Regions from separate parts of the Mus musculus genome. Here all the other regions are linked to region 1. A link is a contact called in public HiChIP or PLAC-seq, Micro-C and promoter capture Hi-C data. All regions are on one chromosome and are shown on one strand. Each heading gives the region's core, a stretch centred on a gene start, on an enhancer-like site or on the middle of the called end of the contact. The rest is flanking DNA. Distances are from core to core; before and after follow the strand shown. Region 1 holds the start of Srd5a3 (steroid 5 alpha-reductase 3). Region 2 overlaps Kdr (kinase insert domain protein receptor). Region 3 overlaps Clock (circadian locomotor output cycles kaput). Region 4 holds the start of Nmu (neuromedin U). Region 5 has its middle 18 kb from the start of Nmu. Region 6 holds the start of Kdr (kinase insert domain protein receptor).

Region 1 (3,435 bases), core at 32-2,531:
TGATTATTGACATGGATGGGCCAGTCACACATACACACACACATACAATCTATAAATAAAAGTATTCTTTTTTTCCCCCACTCTGTAATCTTTTCTTTTTTTTTTTTAAGAGAGAAAATGGGAGTGTACCATAATTTGGCTAAACGCATCAAGGCAGATTTAGGGGTGTAGTCATTTTTCTGTTGAAAGCAAGGCTGTGATAAAGACTTGTATTATAGGGGTACACAATTGGATCCCATTTGCTTCCTCCTTTCTGAGTAGCCTGCATTACTCAAGGACCCGATAGCCTGAAATACCACTAAGCAGCTGTCAACAGGGAACCAGGCCTTCATCTAACACGTGATGGTGTTTTCCACTGATGCCTGAAAGACAGCATCTGAGCCAGATCCGTGGAGGGAGGTTTTTGGAGATTTGCTGTCTCATACCTTGCCTTCCCCCTCACCCCCACTGCCCCATGGACTCGAGCCAATGAGTGCATAAAGGTCTTCCAAATCTTTTCATTCCTAGCCATAAAGGCAGCAGACACAGCTAGTTAAACACTTTGTCCATGGAGCAGATGGGTGAAAAACGTAGGTCCATTGAGGGCATTACTCTGCTTTTCCACTCCAAAATCCAGAGTTTGCCGGAGCAGCTCCAGCCTACAGTTGACAAAGTGTAGAATTCCCTCACCGAGGTCTTTCCAGAGGTCATCCCTGAATTTACAGCGATCCCCATCTGGAGTATGCTAATGAATCTGGTGCTTCTGGTAGACCAGCGTGGTATTAAGATCCTTCGCATCTTGACTCCTGGGGGCCCCCTCTAGGGACCCAGCCAAGAATTCAGCCTGTACTTCAACCAAAATTTCTCTTCACACTTTTTCGCAGCAGTAATCCCGCAGTCAAAGTTTATAGAAACTTACACAGGCTGGTGAGAACCTGACCTCTAGAATAGGATCCCCGAAGCGCCACATGGTGGAAGGAGAGAACCAATTCCCCCCAAGCTGTCTTGGGCTCCCACCCACACCTCTTGGCATAGCTCCACTCCACTTAATAAATAGGTGTAACGTATCTCTACAAGACTTGGACTGTAGCACGTGGTCTCGCATGCTCCTGCAGAACTTCAAGTTGGAGTTGCATCTCGGAATTAGATTAGAGGCAGTACAAGTCTAAAGCGCAGCCTGCTCAAACCAGGTGAGCAGGAGCACAACCCAGCTCCTGAGCGCCTAGCCAGGGGCGGGGCCGCGCGTCCCGCCCAGGAGCCGCGTCACCGCCAAGCGCGCCGCCGAGGCGGGAGGGAGGGAGGGGGTGAGAGAAGGAGGGCGGCGCGGCGGCGCGCATCTGTAGCCGGCTCCCGGGCTATGGCTGGGTGGGCCGGGTTTGAGCTCTCGGCCCTGAACCCCCTGCGGACGCTGTGGCTGGCGCTGGCCGCCGCCTTCCTGTTCGCGCTGCTGCTGCAGCTGGCGCCCGCCAGGCTGCTGCCGAGCTGCGCGCTCTTCCAGGACCTGCTCCGCTACGGGAAGACCAAGCAGTCCGGCTCGCGGCGCCCCGCCGTCTGCAGGGCCTTCGATGTCCCCAAGAGGTAACGTCGGTGGCGGGGCGCGCCCGGCAGGGGGCAACAGAGGCGGCGCAGGCACGTGAGCCAGGGGCTGTCCCCGAGCCGTCCCCGGAAATGACAGAGCATCTCAAGTTGGCCCGGCCCCCAGGGAGCCGCCCTGACTTCTTTACCCCCAGTTTTCCGCTTCCCCTCCCCAGAACTTGAGGTCGTGGAAATTCATGGACTTGGAGGCAAGTTCTTCCTCGATTTCCGCAGTTCTCAGCCCGATCTGTCACAGTCAAGAAAGAAGTCCAGAGTGTGCTCCCCTGGGGCTGTGCAGACATCACTAACCTGCATCTCCACAGGTGCTCTGGCAAACTAGCCCAGTATGCCCTGCCCCAACCCATCCCGGAAGGCTCAGTAACCAAGTTGTGAAATACTAAAATCTTCCGGGGTACATATGGACTCCGCTGAGAATATGTGAGACCCGCCACATGGCTTTCCTTTCCTTTTCTTTCTTTCTTTCTTTTTTTTTTTTTTTTAACTCCACGATGAATTCAGTATGTAGATGGAGAAGTCATCTTAACACAGTATTCTAGATAATAAAGCTGTGTCATTTTTTTTTATGAAATTCATCACGCATTTGCATTTAGAATTGAATTGGAAGGAATGTGATGGGTTCTGACGGATTCATCTAGATTGCTTTAGAAATCTGTAGCCGTTGCCCACCTCTGCAGATGGCGGTGGGGCTATCAACTGGCCCCAGCTATGTCCTGACTGTTGGAGGGGGTCTTTCAGGGGGTTAGTGTGAGAGCAGAGTACCATGTCATTGTGAAGAATGAATGGTAAAGAGATTAAGACCCGGAAGAACTCTTCCTTAGAGGCCCAATTTTAAGACCATCCTACCGTCCTCTTATCCTCGGGTTTGATTGGCCTATATCCCTTATGCTATATAGCAATTTATTTTCTGACTTTTGAGAGAGGTTCTAGTGTCCCCAGAGTTCAAAGCACACTTAAAAATCACTTATACTCAGTCTCTCTGGATGGGACTCCTCAGCTGCTACACTCAAGTCTGCCTTTGTGTGACAGCCAAGAAAGAGGTGGGCCTTCCCTGTATTCATCCCGGTAACACTTGGTACTCTGGGCTTCTTCTAATTCTTAACAGTATTGTGAAATAATTATTCTTTCCTTCTTCCAGAACTCAGAGCAGAACTTCCCAAGGTGTTCAGGTGCTCCGAGGTGACAGGGCCTATTGTTTTTCCCTAAATTGAGTTGGTTTTTGTTTGTTTGTTTTTCCTTCAATACTGGAGAAGGTCCAACAAATCCAGGCCTATAAGGAAAGGCATTTTTAATTGAGACAAAGGTTTAAAAACAAAACAAAACAACCAAAACGGGAATATTTGCATCAAAACATTGTCCTTTGTAATGGCTGCCCCCCCCCCCCCTTTTATATGAAAAGGGGATAACTGGAGTTGACAAGTTTTCATTTCCCTATTTCCAGAGGACCTCCCATGGCATTGTGCTTAGCACATTCATAATGGGGAAATTATAATAATTGAGTTAGAGAGCACTACCACAGCGGAGTTGCTCGTATGTCACATGCTAAGGACTTGAAAGCCTTTCTCCCCTTGATCCTCATGACAGACCTGGGAGGGACCTGCCATCTTCAACATTTTCATCCATGTGTTCACAAATTCAGGCTGGTTGTACAGTGAGTGTGGCGGCTAGCCCTTGCAGCCTGCCTGTCGGTGTAAGATGCCGAACTCCTGACCTCCAGGGTGCCAGGCAAGCTCTTCCACCTTGCAGACCTGAGTCCTGTCTGAAAAGTCCAATGGCAGTGGATTACCCTGGCGGGAGACACTTTGTAACATCTCGGCTAATCCAGATTTTATAGTATTTGGTAACCTTAGCTAAAGTGCTTCC
Region 2 (3,009 bases), core at 166-2,665, 210 kb before region 1:
TCTGGTGGATGAAAATCTAATAAAAAACCCTAAATTTTGGTATTACTTTAGATTTGAGGAGAAGTACTTCATAAAAAAAGCAAATAAAACCCTGAAAGCTATTTTTTTAAAAAAAAAAGATAGCCATATTTGATTAGATAAACATTTCAAACTCTTATATTTAAGAAAACATGTCAGTGAAGTCCAGACACGGTAGTGCATGCCTGCAATCTGCACTGTGGAGATGGAGAGAATAGAACCGGAGCTCTGTGCTATCCTTAGCTACATAGGCAGATAGGGGCCAGCCTGGGCTGAAGACCGTCTTTCCCAAACACAAGAAAATCATGGTCAGCATTGCTAGAGGTGGAGACCCAGGCTAGCACCAGGGATTTGCTTTGCTCTTTGTATTCAGACAAAAGCAGTCCCTCAAAATGTCGATAACGGATCTTACACTCTGACCTTAGCTAGACAGTGAAGTGTTCCTGCATCTGCTCCAGGATCTCACACCAGAGATCTGAGGTTCACTGGGAGGCCACACAACTACACATCCCACGGGCTCGGGATGTGACAAGGACGTGTTTCTGTATGAATTATGATTGTAACGAAGACGAGGCATGGAGCTGTTGTGATAAGATGATAACACTGGGTCTCTTTACTCAGAATACGTTTATTGGTTTATAAAGCATATAAACATTTGATGAAATCATTCCTCCTAAGAACAGAGAACAAGGACACGTAGAACACACTCACATTATACCTGACTCCTCCTCCTCCTCCTCCGTTTGAGATGAGAGAGACGGTAGGGTATATAGCTGCATATTCCATGAAAGGATTCCTTCGAGTTTCTCAAAGTCTTTAACAAAACAACAGCGGCTGCTGAAAGCCTTGTAATCTCTCTAGTGGTACATAATACTGATACAAAAGGTGGGTAGTACAAAGTTCATTATATATAATATAACGTTTTAATATATTACATTTGTTCTACATAACAGACTATAAATAGATGTGCCATAGCATGTTTAACAGTCATTGCTCCCAGCTCTTCACACTATGGTACCAAATGAAAAGAACAGTTTCTTTCTTTCTTTTTTTTTTTAACATAAGCACACAGGCAGAAACCAGTAGACATAGTTTTATAGGTTAAAATTCTAAAGGATACAGTAGATGTTATCATAACCTCGGCTAAAAAGTAATTTCGAAATCTGGCTAGTGATTATCTGGAGAGCAAACCAACCAATTAAGATTTTTCTGCCATCAGGAAGCCACAAAGCTAAAATACTGAGGACTTGGGGGCCTGACAGGAGTGGAGATAGAGGAAGAACACCAGCCTGAGCCTTTACCGCCACTTGACAGAGAACCCTCAGACACTGCCACCAGGGCAGCCACGTGGGTCTCCACCCAGCAGAAACCCTGAGTTTCTGTTCTGTTCTCACAATTCTTCGGCCCCGTCAGGAGCCTCTGCCGACGTTCCTCTCTTTTGGTGTTCTGAATTAAGGCACAGCCTGAGAGATGAGGAAGGAGCAAGCTGCATCATTTCCTTCCTGGGGCCAGGCCAGGAGACACGTAAGAGTCCGGAAGGAACTCTCATTAGGAGTAGGAAACGCCACAGGGAACTCGCCTGTAACCCGACTGTGAAGAGCACGCAAACCTTCCAAAACCAAACCCTGCCGGCCGCCTTTGCGTTTCCTGACAGGCCACAAGCCCACCTCCACCAGAGCCAGCACAATGCATCTGCAGGCTCCAACCGCTCTCCGAGCGAGCTTGCGCCTTCCTTCCTCCCAGTCCACATCCCACACTTAACACTTGGCTCATAGCCCGCATCCTCCACAAAGCCTCCAAGGTAGACAGACTCGGCCCTGGGACATCTCACCCATCCTCAACACACAAAGCATTGCCCATTCGATCCAGTTTCACAGAGGTGCCGTTGCCACTTCTTGGAGGACAGAGCCACTGTTTGAAAGTCTTTTGCTTTAACTGGTAGTGAGACCACAGCAGGGCACATTATATAGGACTTTTAAATGAATGGAAAAGAGAGTAGAGTCAACACATTCTTGGGTCATGGGCATCTTCTCTGGAAATGCCCTGAGGACAAGCTCCTTGCAGTCTGAGGTCCCTCCTCCAAAAATGAAAATCAAATGTGGCTACTTCCGGGTGGTGGAAAGAACAACACTTGAAAATCTAAGCAGCACCTCTCTCGTGATTTCCAGGAGTTGGGGGCGGAGCCGGGACAGGACCACTTCCATTTAAACAGGAGGTGAGCGCAGTGTGGTCCCTGAGTCAGCGTGAACTGCAGCATCCACCATCTTTAAAAGTCCTGCCTCGTCGCTGGAGTACACGGTGGTGTCTGTGTCATCTGAGTGATACCCAGACTGGTAGCCACTGGTCTGGTTGGAGCCTTCCGAGGCCACAGACTCCCTGCTTTTACTGGGCATCATTCCACTGTAGAAGAAACAGCAAGCGAATGAATTAAAAAGGGAAGCCGGCTCATTTGCTTTACACAGTCACCAAAGCCCGAGCTCAAGGAAGTAGAATCCCCTCCAGAGACACTAGCCCCTCTCTCTCATTCCCTAATCAGCCTCAGACAAGGTCTACTCTCAGGTACTGGCATGAGCTAGTAGTCGCAGATAAGTCCTCTTATTCGGGTCCAAGTCTTTCAAGCTTGAGACGAGATAAAAGGCCGTTCTGCTGAGGTATGCAGAGCCCCCAACCAATGGAAGAGTTTTACAGCCTTGACGATTGACAAGTTTGTCTACAGTGATAGAAGTCACAGGGTCTCTTTCATGATATTAAACGATATCGGGATGGTCTAAAAGTTCATTTGTGTTTTTCCTGTTCGGTCACCTAGGGAGCTAAGTGGTCTATAAAAGATGTTAATAAATTTGTAGAGGGGGAGAAAAAAAAAAAAAGCTAGTGTACAGTCAGGCCAGACATGTCAAAAACTGTTTTTTACTCATCCAAACCAAATTCTTTGGACAAATTGGGGGTTCAGTCACTCAGCAGCAACTGGAGAATGTTTCCAATGACATAGTA
Region 3 (3,135 bases), core at 595-3,094, 140 kb after region 1:
AACTACCTTGTTGCTATACCATGTTAAAAATATGACATAATTTCTAAATGCACATTAAAAATGATGCAATGTGACTTCAAAGTAAGAAACAGATATCAAACATAACTAAAACCACAGATTTTGTTTTTGTTTTTTAAAATCCATTAACTTAAAAAGCCAAATGTGTGTGAATCCCTTAGGTCTCAAAAAATTTGAGAGGGAAAAAAAAAAAACTGTAGCAGCTTAAAAGTATAGCTTTTCATTAGTAGCACAAATCTTTAAGGGATCTATTAAGAAATCTGATTTTGTAACAATACTACTAAAACACAAGGCTTAGAACTTGCTCATGAGAGATATAGACAAGTGTAAGTGTGTGTGTGTGTGTGTAAACATGCAATATATACATATATATGTATATATTTACTCAATGTACATTGCATATTTGCATGAAAATGACCTTCAGTAACTCTGCATAAGAAAAAAAACCACAGATACACAACTCCATGTTGCAAGTGAAAATTAAAGAAGCACATACCACACCACACAGCATTTTCACAGGGCTGCTAAAACAAACTAACACACACTTAACTTAATAACTTAATAATGAATATTTCTTTTTATCCATCCCATCAATGAGACTATACTTAAAATGTCACCCAAAATAAATAATCTCCTTTTCGAGGCTTGAATAGTTCTGGGGTTCTTGCAGTATAATTACTTCATTAAAAGGACAACTGTGATAGAAACAAATGCAGAAAGCTACATCCAGACACTAGACAGTTTTGGAAATCCTGTAGAAGAGGAGGAGAAAGGATTGTAGGAGGGGTGGGGGTGGGGGACCTGTCAAGGACACAACACAGAATCAGCTAGCTAACCTGGGCTCACAGGGGCTCAGAGAGACTGAACCATCAACCAGGAAGCCTGCCTGAGACTGACCTAGGCCCTCTACACATTACAGTTGTGTAGCTTGGTCTTCCTGTGGGACTCCTCACATTGAGAGCAAGAGCTGTCTCTGACTTCTGATACTTACTGGGCTGCCTCATCTAGCTTTAATAGGATAGGATGTGCCCAGTCTTACAGCAACAATTGGATATGCCATGGCTGGTTGATGTCCATGGGAGGCTTGCCCTTTTCTGAAGAGGAGGAGTAGATTTGAGGGAAGGGAAATGTGGGAGGGGGAAGGGACTGGAAAGAGAAGAAGGAGGGGAAACTTCAGTAGGGATATAAAATTAATTAATTTTTTTAAAGGACAGTTGTTTTGAATTATTAAAACCTGTTAACTGCCAAGTCACTTTTGTACAACTAAGTAGACCAAGCACATTCACAACCATCTGACTAACTCAAACACTCTGACCACAGACTATTTAGAAAACATAGGCCATAAAATATTTTCTTTTTACTAAAATAACTACTACACTTATTTGTACTTAAGACAAAATTAACACTTATTAAGCTATAAGACTTAGGGCTGGAGAGATGATTTAGCAGTTAGGAGCACTGACTGCTTTTCCAGGGGTCCTGAGTTCAATTCCCAGCAACCACATGGTGGCTCACAACCATCTGCAATGGGATCTGATGCCCTCTTCTGGTGTGTCTGAAGACAGCTACAGTGTACTCATATACATTAAAATCTGACTTAAACTACACACTACATATATGATTACTTTTTATATTATACTTTTAATATCCATGTTATTATACTTTTTATATCTGTGTGTGTGTGTGTGTGTGTGTGTGTGTGTGTGTGTGTGTGTGTGTGTGTGTGATTACTTTATCTTAGTCTTAAGTGACTCAGTATGAAACAATGGCAAGTCAAGGCTACCTCTGAATCTGTAGTGTGACAGGCAGATAAGGCTCAAGCTACACACACTGATCTTTGCAGCCACTAAGAAGCAACTGTGTGAGGACCATGCAGATGTTCAGAGTGCACACTACTTCTCAAGCAGAAAGCTGTGCCTGACTGCAGATCTCAACATGAATCTTCGTTAGAAAGCTGACCTTGATGTACACAACACAGTCTGGAGAAGTCTACTGATTCTCTTCACATTCACTTACTCTTTCTGTCATCTCTATATGCTGAACCCATATAGTGAATTTATACTACACATGTTACATTTTTCAGTTCTGAAATTCCATTTGATTCATATTCTAAATCTCATTCGATTTTCAAATACTAGAAGCAAACCCTAACCCCCATTTTCCACTTATATCAAGTGCTTAGCTTTAACTCAAGGCTTGTTTAAGGTCCTTCTTATCACTCTATTTTGTGGCACAATTTCCTTTTTCTTTGTATGTCAAGAAAATTTGCCCTGTATTCTAGACACTCCAAACATTGCCCCAGGACTTGAGGCTCTCGTAAGGCCCCCTGGGACTATGACTTTAGGTTCGGATCACAGACCCTCAGTTAGCCTTCTGGGGGTGGTGGTCCCCATGCAAGTTCCAATGTTTAAAGCTTCTGCTTCGCTGTTTGGGGGTCACCCCATCTATGTGCATAGCTTGAGCTGTGGTTTATCTTATAGGTCATTCTCTGCTTCCTTATATATAAACATGAAAATTTTAAAGATTTTTAATAAGGAAGGCTACAAAGAAAAGTAGCAGACTATGCCCCAAATACGTTTATAACATTTGGTCTAAGTTCACAAGGACACTAAAATCCCACCATATTACAAGTAAGAAAAAAAAAAAAAAAAAAAAAGCATGCCTCTGAGCTCAGAGAGAAGACTGAAGATACCGAGTGAAGTCCATACAGTTGTTAAGACTGACCAGAGTGCCTGCGGAAGCTTCCAAAGGCACGTATCCCGTAATCTGACAAGGTCAGCTTCTGGGTTTTACCCAAAATGAAAAGTAAGTACATGAACACGAGCAGTTGCAAACCAGACCCAAGTATTACAGCAACTCCATTATTACTATTTAAAAAGACGGAACATAGTAGGGTGCTCCAATCTGACAGAAATTGGGAATGCCGATCTCATCAGTATCTAGCTTTCAGTGTAGGGGAACTTCAAAGGGTTAAAAAGCTAAAGGCCCATCACAGTGTAGAGAGAAACCAAGAGAGCAATACAAATGAAGCAATACAAAGTATCCTACAGAATGGGCATACATGTACACATAGGTATGCCCTAAAACCTAGGAAAGAAAGGAAATGTGTTAGAGACA
Region 4 (3,030 bases), core at 41-2,540, 220 kb after region 1:
TCCACGTGCTGGGATTAAAGGTGTGCGCCACCACACCCAGCCTTAAACTTTGGTCTTCATGCTTGGTAGTAGGCACCTTTATCAGATGGGCTATCATACTGTCCCTGCCACCGTCTCTTTTGAACAGGCTTTCAGACAAGGGAGCCTGTTCTCCTTCAATGTCTCAGGAACAAAAATTAAAATGATGAAATGAAGGCAACAAAGACAGGCCAGGAAAAGAATACTCGTCTCTGTCCAGCTCTAATTGAGGGCTGGCTCATCTATGAGCTTCCACAGTTCTCTGCGGTTTGTGATGTTTTAAATCCTCAACATTTCTAAAAAATGAACAGCCTACTGACCTGGGCAGCAATCGGAGAATTCACATTTGTAACAAGGTAGTGTTTAGAATTTAAAGGACCCTCAGAAAGCAGGAATGACAGCCCCCCCCCCCCGCCCCCAACCAGGTTACCTGGTAACTAAATGTCCTTGACAGAATCAAAGGATACAATTTGCTCTGCCACTCATCTGGACCTCCCTCCCTGGTCTTGCTTTTCTTGTTTCCTGGGAGCCACATTCGGGAGGTCCCTGTTGCCATCAAATCCCACCTGCCTTGCCAGCTTTAAGTGCCCATCACTGGAAACCCGGATTAGCCTCAAGTGCTTCCTTCAACTTTCTGTGATGAGAACTCTAATCCTGAAAACCTGTAAGCCCGGGTCTCTGCTCCACTTTGTAACTCAACAGCCCGCCTCCCAGGAGGTGCAGTGCAGCACAACTTTATCTTGCCTCAGCAAGGGGAGCAGCGAACCTTTGTTTCAACCATCAGTCCCTCCAATAACTGCAATGAAAGGGAAAATGTTTTTAATTTTTTTAAACTCCCGTTATGGAGTCTGCAGCCCGCCCTGCACCTTCCTCAGCCGGAGACGTCTGCAGTCCTGGGCCAGATCCTGGCTTCAGTGGAAAGTGGATTCTAGAAGCCCAGAGAAGAAGCAAGGAAGGTAGAGGAGAGAAATCGGTGCAGTGGCAGCCTGAGGGGGTCCCGTGAGGTGGTAGTGGTTGGGGGGATGGGGGTGGGGGAGGGCGGCATCTTACCTTTGCAAGCGTCTGCACAGCAGGCGAGCAGCAGCAGCAGTGACAGGAGAGGAGATGCGGTTGCAGCAGCCAATTGTCCTGCGGACAGCCCTGGACGGTGACCCGCTGCTCGCGACATCTCCTTCCCTCCAAGCGGCTCTGGACTGGGGACCTGGTACCCTGTGTTGTGCGGGTGTTTTAGCTGTCCCTCAGCGTGTCCTGTGCGCCTCCTCTTGCTGAGCTCAGACACCAAAGTGACCATCTCCGCGCGCCACCAACTTTTAAATCTGGCGCACACGTGGGCTGGGCTGGCGTGGTCTTCACGCGTGACCTCGCCGCCCCTGGCTCCCTGGCGTCACCCGGACCTGCTGCCGCCCCCGCAGGACACGCGCTCCCTGGCCGAGTGTCTGACTCAGGACACCACGCAGTTGGCTCTGAGCTGGAGAATGGAATTAAACCATGGCGGTCCACTCCCACCTGTGGAAGGACTTGGGTGGGAGCCGGAGGGGGTAGCAGCCTCCCAGAGCCTGAGATCAGGGTGGTCAAGTTGGAAGAGGTGGCCACACTCTCCCTTGTGTCGCCTGAGATGCCACAGTATACCCAGCCGGCCCATTTGTCCCCCTGCTGTCTAGGCACACTTCTCTTCTTTCCCTGGGAAACACAACGCCCAATGCCCAGGGCATCAGAGTGATGCTACTTCCACCACAATGTGGGTGAAGATGATACCATCTAAACCTCCAAATGCCTGCAAAGTCCGAATCCATTCCTAGAGACGCAGTAAAATGGTGCTGAGGAATGGGGAGGGCTTGGGATTGGGTGCAGTTGCAGAGGTTAGAAGGTGGGGCACCCAAGGCTCAGGTGGCCATTCTGCCCGAAGGATGCTCTTCTCTCTAATTTACTTTGGAACCTCACTTCCGCTATTCCCACACTCCAGGAACCAACCTCTTAACAGGACACTGAGAAATACAATTCTAATTTCCTTCTGCAGAAAAAAAGGGCATCTGATCTTGTTTAACCTCCTTTTGAAAGGCGAGGAGCTCGGAGGAAAGGGCAGGACGGAAGCACATTGCTGTTTTTGAACGGGGCATCTTGGGGTCATGTAGCCACGGACTTTCTCGTGCAATTTCATTTAATATTCATGACATATCTGCAGTGTAAAGTTCTTTTTAAGAAAGAAAGAAAGAAAGAAAGAAAGAAAGAAAGAAAGAAAGAAAGAAAGAAAGAGGGGGCTGGAATGATGCTCAGCGGCTAAGAGCAGTCAGTGCTCTTCCTGAGGTCCTGAGTTCAATTCCTAGCAACCTTTCTCTCTTTCTTTCTTCCCTTCCTTCCATCTTTTTCTTCCTTCCTTCCTTCCTTCCTTCCTTCCTTCCTTCCTTCCTTCCTTCCTTCCTTCTTTTCTCTTTTTTAGATTTATTTATTTATTTTATGTATATGAGTGCACTGTTGCTATCTTTCTTCAGACAACCTAGCCTGGGAAGGAGCACGGACATAGGTTTCTTCCTCGCCTCGGTTTCCTGGCATCTGGCATGAATGTGTGACCCACTATAACATAAGCAAGACAGGTACTTTGAGGGAATCACAGTTTAGTAGGAGGAGCATTTACCTTTAGGGAACTAAAGGTAAGGTACTGCCAAATCATACCCAAGAGCTGCGCAGTTCTAGGGAGAATGGGCTGCTACTGGAAATACAGAGAGTAGTAGGAATGAAACCCTGAAGATCAATTAAAAGAATACCATTACTATTTTTAAGTTAATTTTATACAAGAAACCATTAGAAAGGCAAGATCATAAGGACTTGATGGATGAGAACATATTTATTGAAGATTCCTTACATTTTGATTTACTCCCAAAGCAATAAATGGATTGATGCGATTGATACATTGTATCTAAGGGACCTAGGGATGGGTTAGGGGGTCAGGAGACAGGAACGTTGTGCCTCATGTCTCCCAGAGGTCTCTGAGAGATCCCAGGTCTCAGCAGCCAG
Region 5 (3,389 bases), core at 551-3,050, 240 kb after region 1:
ACTGGCTAGTCCTGAAATTCATTTTGTGTCAGAACCATGATTCCCAAGTTCACCTGCGTTGTGGTCTCTAGCACGTCTGTGAGCCAGCTTAGGCTGTTCAAGTGATAGTGCAGAGCTGTGTGCTTGTCCCCTCACTGCTGGTAGTTGGAATCTGTATGTAGAGCAAAGGCAGAGCCAATGGATAAAAAGTCAAAATAAATAGGTATTGTGCTGGCATGACAGATGAGCTTATAATTTCAAAGAGTAGATGAACAGCCCTGTGAGTCCCTTATTTCTACTATAAATCAGGATTGGTTTTAGCAAAGCGAAATGAATACTCACAGCAAGTGATGAGCAGGGCCTGTAGCCTTGGAGTTAGCTGAGTAAACAGAATGACATTGACAGATCTAGTTAATAAGGGAGCCAGCAGATGAGGTTGGAAAGATACACCCCAAAGAAAAAAAATTATATTAAAAAACCTGAGTGGCCATTTGACATGACTGTGCTTACTGTCTCAAGACCTCTTCTGGGTCATCGTGAGGGACTTTTATGGAGAACAAACCAACATAAGGGGAAAACACAAGGAGCCAGGGCCTGGATGGGAACTCGCGGGGATACTTCTGTATTATGCGTTTGATTTCCCTGGCAGTTAGTGCTACGGTAAGGAAGATGCAAGCTTTAAAAATAACCCCTTGCACAGAGTAGGCTTATTTAGCCTTCCCCAGCAAGCGATATCTGAGCACAAAACAGGTAGGGAAAGTGAGGAAGAACAGATTTGACTTAAAAACAATATCAACACGTGTATAAAATGTAGTCAGATTTTTACAAGAGGCCTTTAAAGAGTTCGGGACCAAATTGAGGGGGCATTTATTTCAACGATATTAATCTCCCTCGTCTCTTTTCTTCTCTTTGGTGGTAGGGAGCAAACTTGGGGTCTTGTGCGTGATAAAGAGACTGCTTTATCACTGAACCACAGTCCTCCTCCTTAATATTTCCTAAAAGAATCATTGCGATGTCAGAGGTGGTCTATGCAAAAATACAGAAGCGCAGCTAAGAACAACTGCCGTCAGCAGAATCCATCATGGAAAATTGTCCGGGGGAGAAGCACCCGCCCCCTGACTACAGAAAACCAATGTCCTCATTGAAGCATCACACTCTACTCGTGTGGATGGGACAATTAGCTCACTGAGATATCCCTCCACCCCCACCCCTCCCGTGATTCCACACCCACACCCAACCCCCACCCAGTTGGCCCCTGCACCTTCAAACTGGATGGCAGCACCCACATTAGCAGCACACGTGTAAAACATATGCCAAGGAAAACTTTGCCAAGGTTTACATACAAAGTGGGCCAGCTAGACTCTGAAGAGCCAGCCTCCAGAGAGAGGATGACCAAGACACTCTGTTCCTAAACTGTAATCTGTGAAATGGGATTAACTGTAACATCCAGTCTTGCTGGAAAAAGAACTTATACCCATAGATAAATATTGTCCTTGAAAATCACAGTAAGCATCCTTATGACCTTAAGAAAAAATGACCTGGACAAACCAACCGATTGAGCGAACACATCTAACTTTGGGAGTTTCCCCGAGACGCACTTAATGAATGGCATGTTTATTGAAGCCATACAGTCCGTGGCACACAGATGACTTGATTAACCCTGGAGTCATGTGTTGAGAGATGCATCATTTAGGTAATTTTGCCACAGTGACCAGAATTGTATACCCTTCTGCAGAGACCTGGGGTAGATGACTGTAGTATGGGGCAGCCTGTGCTCTCCTGGCTGGGAAGAATAAACAACCCAAGATTAATCTAGACACAAGACAAACTTACAAGATTGCAATTTGGGGAATGAGAATTAGCAGGCCACTCCTGTGGTGGCACACACACATACACACACACACACACACACACGCACACACATAGCCTGTGACAATAACTTTCTTTTATTTTTTCTTTTTCTAGCAAGTAGATGGCGTTCACTCTAAAATAATACAAGGTATGATATAGTGAATATACAAAGCAGTATTGTTTTATCTGTTATTGTCAGGTATTGCATACTATATGCAACTGTGCAATGCTTTAACACGACAGGCAGGCAGTGGATGTATTTACAAAACCATCCCACTAATGCATGAGTAATATGTTACACTTTACCACAGCTACCACGTCACTAGACTGAAGGAATTTCAGTTCTATATCAACGATGGGACCATTGCCACCTATTTGTTTGCACTGACTAACATATGACTCTGCAGTGAAGTTTGCTCTTATCACAGCATCCAGGACCCGCGGAGGCACACAAATCATAGGATTGTCCTCTCCTGGAGAACAGGGTGGATCTCCATCTGACTTAGGCAAAGAAGGGCTCAGAATGGGGACATGGTGTTAAGATGTGTAAAGAACAGATGTCTTGCAAATCAACTTCTAAAATATTTCTTAGATATCACCATCTACACTAAAACAAACAAACAAACAAACAACCCAACTTTCTAGCATCAGAATTGGAGTCAGGACCTGATTTTCCTGGGGGGGGGGTGTCACCATCTTGCCCATTACATCATTCAGACTTTCCTTCAGAAAGGTGAAAATGCCACGGACTTTGAACTTGGTGGACTGAGACATTGCAGAGCGGCCCCGGGAGTGTGGATAGTGTCCGAGTCAGAGCAGGCAAGGTCCCTTGAGAATCTCTCCTTTCCTTTGCCATGACAGCAAACGCTAACCTGTCTACCCTGTAGGAGCTCCATCTTATCAGCAAGAAACATTGCAAAAGCCGGGCAGTGGTGGTGCACACCTTTGATCCCAGCACTCGTGAGGCAGAGGCAGGAAGATTTCTGAGTTCGAGGCCAGCCTGGTCTACAAAGTGAGTTCCAGGACAGCCAGGGCTACACAGAGAAACCCTGTCTCAAAAAACAAAAACAACAACAACAACAACAAAAAGAAACGATGCAGAGTAGAAGCAGTCTTTTCTTTTTCTCTCTCTCTTCACAGTGTAACGTTTTATGAAATATTCTTTTCATCATGTGGTCTTCACAGGGAAAATAATAAATTCTTCAACTTTCTGAATGTCAAATTCTTTGTGCTGACAGTATTAACTTGGGGTTCTTACAGTTTTCTCCTTTGTGGCTCAAAAGGTAAGAGCACTTGACACCAAGACAGAAAACCTGAGCTTAGTAAAACCCCAGAACCCACATGGAGCTAAGCCACAGGCTGTGCTCAAACCTCCCCATGCTACACCATGGTGAGTGCACACACACACACACACACACACACACACACACACACACACACAAAATAAACATATCCTTAAAGTAATTAGTTAAATGTAATAAATTAGCGCATGTCTTCCTTTTTGTTAAAATAATACAAAGTGAAAACTGAGAGCAACATAAAGCCACTGTCAGCCAGAA
Region 6 (3,080 bases), core at 461-2,960, 160 kb before region 1:
TCCCGCTCAAAGACCAGAAGGAAAAACAACAGCGGCTCTGTCTCGAGACTTGGATGGCACCAATTATAGCCCAATCCAATTAAGCAAGTCACACACTCCAAAAGGGCAACCTCCATCTTATTCAGAGAACGGGACGCTGTTAAGCTGCTACACTAGGAATTCTCTGGGCTTTAAAGCAACTTGCTTCTCTATGGAACCCAGGGCAAGCACATGTTCCAGGCTGTCTTTCTCTTCCCAGAAAGGGGGAGAGTGCGGCCTTCTCAGGAACAAGAGGGCACTCGTGGTGGAGCTAGCCTGATGAACCAAGTCATTATGAGGAAAACTCAATAGCTCTAGACAGGCGATCTTGGCGCCGTATGTCAGTGCCAATGCTTTTAAGCCATGCGATTCTCTTAGGGCGCAAGGAATGTTTCTGCAGAATTGACTTCTTTTTTCCTGATTCTCCATTCTCCAATGGGTGGAGATTGGAAATCTGCAAACTGTGGCTTCAAAAAGGAAATGACAGAGAAATAGAGGAGGAAGAGGAGGAGGAAAAGGAAGAGGGAAAGGGAAGGGAAGGGAAGGGAAGGGAAGGGAAGGGAAGGGAAGGGAAGGGAAGGGAAGGGAAGGGAAATTATTGCACAAAAGCCCAAGAGCGAGTGTGGGCCTAACCTTGAAGCAGAGGGCATTTTAAAACAAGAAAAGTGACCTATAACTAGGTGCCAAGCTCAAGAGTTTCTGAGACTTTCAGAGTTTACCCCAGGACCAGCGCTTTGGAGTCGGTAAGTGGAGAGTTATTTAGTTTAATACACCTGGAGAAGCTGTCACAGAAGAGAAAGCCGCGTCTTCCTCCTACCAGCAAAAATAGCATTCTGCATCAAAGAAAGTTGAGGGAGGAAAGTGTTGCTCTATGAAGAGACCTCACCTCACATAGTCCGTGCGCTTACACGCTGGAGCTAAAGGGGAGCGGAGCCAGAGGCGGATTCCCTGCCCCACACTAGGGCGGTGGGCAACAGCACGGAGTGATTGATGCCAGCCGGGCCGCTTGGCTTGAGCTGGCTTCCCAGCGTTTGACCGCCTGTTCCTGCCAGTGGGAGCATCTCCTGCCCCGGCTCAGGCCGCCTTTCCACTCCTGCCTACCTAGCGCCAGGGGCTGTGACGGCTCCGCAGGACACGCTCCAACCGATGCCCGGGGGAGAGTAGAATCCTGGCTGAGTCATTTCGGAAGAGTCTTTGAACCTCAGTTTCCCCATTGGTAAGTGAAAGAACACCCAAGGGAGGAGGGTCTCTAGAGCTCTACGAGTTAGGTCCTCTTCTATTCCCACTCTCCGCCCGCACCCTACTTCTCCGCCTTACTACTAAAGAGTGGGCTTCTTACCCACAGAGGCGGCTCGGGTCTCCACGCAGAACCACAGAGCGACAGCTAGCAGCGCCTTGCTCTCCATCCTGCACCTCGCGCTGGGCACAGAGCCCAGTTCTCAGGCACAGACTCCTTCTCCGTCCCTGGCCCGCAAAGAAGTCACAGAGGCGGTATGCGCCCCCGCAGCGCAAGACCGGGGAGAGCGCGGGGCACCGGCGCCCTGGCTCCAGCCGCGGCTGCAGCGGTGTCCGCGGAATCGGGTCAGCCAGGTTATCCCGGCTGCGGGACACAGTCTGGGCTTTCAGTCCTGCCGGGTAGCGGTCCGCGCGATCTAAGGAAACACAGCTTACTCTCTTGGGGTCCTGAGGACTCAGGGCAGAAAGAGAGCGCCGGCTACACACTAGCGAATGGGGGCGGGGTCATTACCGGGAGGGGTGGGGACTCCCTGCGTCCGGCCACGCCCCCCACTGGATACCAGGTTTGGGTTTCCCGGTTTCCCACGCCCACTCCCCCACTACCCCGGAACTGTGCCGGGCGGCAAGTCGCATCTGAGAGCAAATCTGGACGCAGCTCGGTTTCTGGTGGAAGTAAAATGTAGCCAGTAATGGGCTCTGAGACACTTGCTGCCCCCAGCAACCTGGGAAGCATCACCAGAAACACGAGGCCCACTGCGCCCTCATTAGGAGCCTGCAAGTGCAGAACTCTCTTCGCCGCTGCACTGAAAGTCCCAAGGGACCAAAAATCCGCCCGCAGTTGGGAGCATGAAGACAAGAACCCCTGAACCTAGATGTACTCGGGGCACAAACTTGCAGTGAGTTGGTCAGTACTTGGAAGTTTTGTTTTATGGTGCTTTGGCCACCGCATCCCCCGCCCCGTCTGAATGTTTTAATTAGAAGATAGGCGCTTATCCAGGTTGCCAACGCCTCTACTGTTTTCTCGTCCATCTGGCAACTTTAAATCGTCCGAAGTTACCTGATTAGCCCTAGAAGACATTTCGGTTGTGAACTCCTGCCTGGCTCGGTCCAGAAAACCCATAGCAAGGAGATGCAGGGAGCTGGCGGTGGTCAGGGCTCCAGGGCAAATGCACAGAGAAGAGCCCCCGGTCCTTCTCCAGTGGCTGCTAGAGTGCTTTTGTCTACCCAGTTCCATGACCACGGTCCCCTACAGTAACTTTGGCCAGGCCCCTTTTCAGAGCTGACCTTTCAGCCAAGATATGCTTGGGGGGAAGAGAAGGGAGAGTTTCTTGCCAGAGGCGCCAGTGTAGGAACAAAGAGGAAACCGGTCCCATGTGAACAGTCCCCCCCCCCCCCCCAGCTATGTAGACTTCAAGTAGCGACTAGAGAGGAACAGCAGCCTTCACCCCTCGTTTTCTTTCCATTCCTTTCCTTCCACGCCTGGGAAATGACAACAAATATCTTGTGACATGTTTTACTCCTGGCAAAAACCAAATGCATTTAGAATGATAGTTTAAAGGACAGTCTTTCAGCCAGACAAAGAGATAAGATTATTGTCTCTACATCGGATCTAAACTACACTGATATGCATGATTAATGATGTAACATGGTGCTTTTCTTTAAAAAAAATAAGGGGGGAAACAGGCATGCTCCTTTATCACGTGCCTAAGCCTCAAGTATGGTGCCAGAAGCAGGTGGCAAACCAGGAGGGTTTGTAAAATCCAGGTTCACTATAAAAACATGTCAACACATAGCGAATCTATATAATAAAATTATACTTGAAGATC

The links. Promoter capture Hi-C pulls out the DNA fragments that hold promoters and counts their contacts. A called contact is a pair of places that touch in the nucleus more often than the background predicts. HiChIP or PLAC-seq counts read pairs in DNA pulled down with a chosen protein or histone mark. Capture Hi-C pulls out chosen DNA fragments and counts their contacts.
Region 2: an H3K27ac HiChIP or PLAC-seq map of microglia shows a contact between it and region 1, with 5 times the contacts expected there. The contact joins the enhancer-like site here to the promoter of Srd5a3 in region 1. A contact is called at or near these places in 2 of 39 promoter capture datasets (liver and macrophages), 6 of 115 datasets of contacts at active chromatin or transcription factors (bone marrow-derived macrophages, embryonic stem cells, heart atrium and 2 more) and 4 of 9 other capture datasets (adipose tissue, embryonic stem cells, liver and 1 more).
Region 3: a contact with region 1 is called in a Micro-C map of granulosa cells, with 2.8 times the contacts expected there. The contact joins the enhancer-like site here to the promoter of Srd5a3 in region 1. A contact is called at or near these places in 1 of 39 promoter capture datasets (the C10 cell line), 15 of 484 Hi-C or Micro-C datasets (DN3 thymocytes, the G1E-ER4 cell line, Th1 cells and 9 more), 3 of 115 datasets of contacts at active chromatin or transcription factors (the HPC-7 cell line, epiblast stem cells and fetal liver) and 3 of 9 other capture datasets (adipose tissue, liver and pancreatic islet).
Region 4: a contact with region 1 is called in a promoter capture Hi-C map of embryonic stem cells, with 2.9 times the contacts expected there. The contact joins the promoter of Nmu here to the promoter of Srd5a3 in region 1. A contact is called at or near these places in 5 of 39 promoter capture datasets (embryonic stem cells and liver), 2 of 484 Hi-C or Micro-C datasets (muscle stem cells and trophoblast stem cells), 2 of 115 datasets of contacts at active chromatin or transcription factors (craniofacial prominence and embryonic stem cells) and 2 of 9 other capture datasets (adipose tissue and pancreatic islet).
Region 5: a FOXA1 HiChIP or PLAC-seq map of pancreatic cancer cells shows a contact between it and region 1. The contact joins the enhancer-like site here to the promoter of Srd5a3 in region 1. A contact is called at or near these places in 4 of 39 promoter capture datasets (HPC-7-derived erythroid cells, embryonic stem cells, liver and 1 more), 1 of 484 Hi-C or Micro-C datasets (the AML12 cell line), 2 of 115 datasets of contacts at active chromatin or transcription factors (the SCID.adh cell line and pancreatic cancer cells) and 1 of 9 other capture datasets (embryonic stem cells).
Region 6: a contact with region 1 is called in a promoter capture Hi-C map of adipose tissue. The contact joins the promoter of Kdr here to the promoter of Srd5a3 in region 1. A contact is called at or near these places in 2 of 39 promoter capture datasets (macrophages and neural stem cells), 3 of 484 Hi-C or Micro-C datasets (all in embryonic stem cells), 4 of 115 datasets of contacts at active chromatin or transcription factors (bone marrow-derived macrophages, embryonic stem cells and microglia) and 3 of 9 other capture datasets (adipose tissue, liver and pancreatic islet).

The regions. Positions count from the first base shown.
Region 1 is chr5:76,138,992-76,142,426 of GRCm38.p6, forward strand. Srd5a3 (steroid 5 alpha-reductase 3) reads left to right here and starts at 1,282. Exons shown (of 6, transcript NM_020611.4): 1 at 1,282-1,557. The coding sequence starts at 1,337.
Region 2 is chr5:75,932,201-75,935,209 of GRCm38.p6, forward strand. Kdr (kinase insert domain protein receptor) reads right to left here. Exons shown (of 30, transcript NM_010612.3): 30 at 627-2,418. The coding sequence ends at 2,223. Among named protein-coding and RNA genes, the nearest start is that of Gm32727, 44 kb to the right of the region's middle. Within about 2 kb of position 1,416, at least 91 of the 459 cell types and tissues checked have an H3K27ac peak or open chromatin away from gene starts, as enhancers often do. A contact at or near this core is called in adipose tissue, bone marrow-derived macrophages, heart atrium and 2 more, where this site is marked.
Region 3 is chr5:76,282,272-76,285,406 of GRCm38.p6, forward strand. The region is part of intron 2 of Clock (circadian locomotor output cycles kaput); the gene reads right to left. Among named protein-coding and RNA genes, the nearest start is that of Clock, 21 kb to the right of the region's middle. Within about 2 kb of position 1,845, at least 10 of the 459 cell types and tissues checked have an H3K27ac peak or open chromatin away from gene starts, as enhancers often do. A contact at or near this core is called in granulosa cells, where this site is marked.
Region 4 is chr5:76,362,487-76,365,516 of GRCm38.p6, forward strand. It overlaps Nmu (neuromedin U), which reads right to left and starts at 1,291. Exons shown (of 10, transcript NM_019515.1): 1 at 1,069-1,291. The coding sequence starts at 1,186.
Region 5 is chr5:76,379,856-76,383,244 of GRCm38.p6, forward strand. No RefSeq gene overlaps it. Among named protein-coding and RNA genes, the nearest start is that of Nmu, 18 kb to the left of the region's middle. Within about 2 kb of position 1,801, at least 8 of the 459 cell types and tissues checked have an H3K27ac peak or open chromatin away from gene starts, as enhancers often do. A contact at or near this core is called in pancreatic cancer cells, where this site is marked.
Region 6 is chr5:75,976,745-75,979,824 of GRCm38.p6, forward strand. It overlaps Kdr (kinase insert domain protein receptor), which reads right to left and starts at 1,711. Exons shown (of 30, transcript NM_010612.3): 1 at 1,358-1,711. The coding sequence starts at 1,424. It overlaps Gm32727 (a long non-coding RNA gene), which reads left to right and starts at 588. Exons shown (of 3, transcript XR_868500.2): 1 at 588-1,234.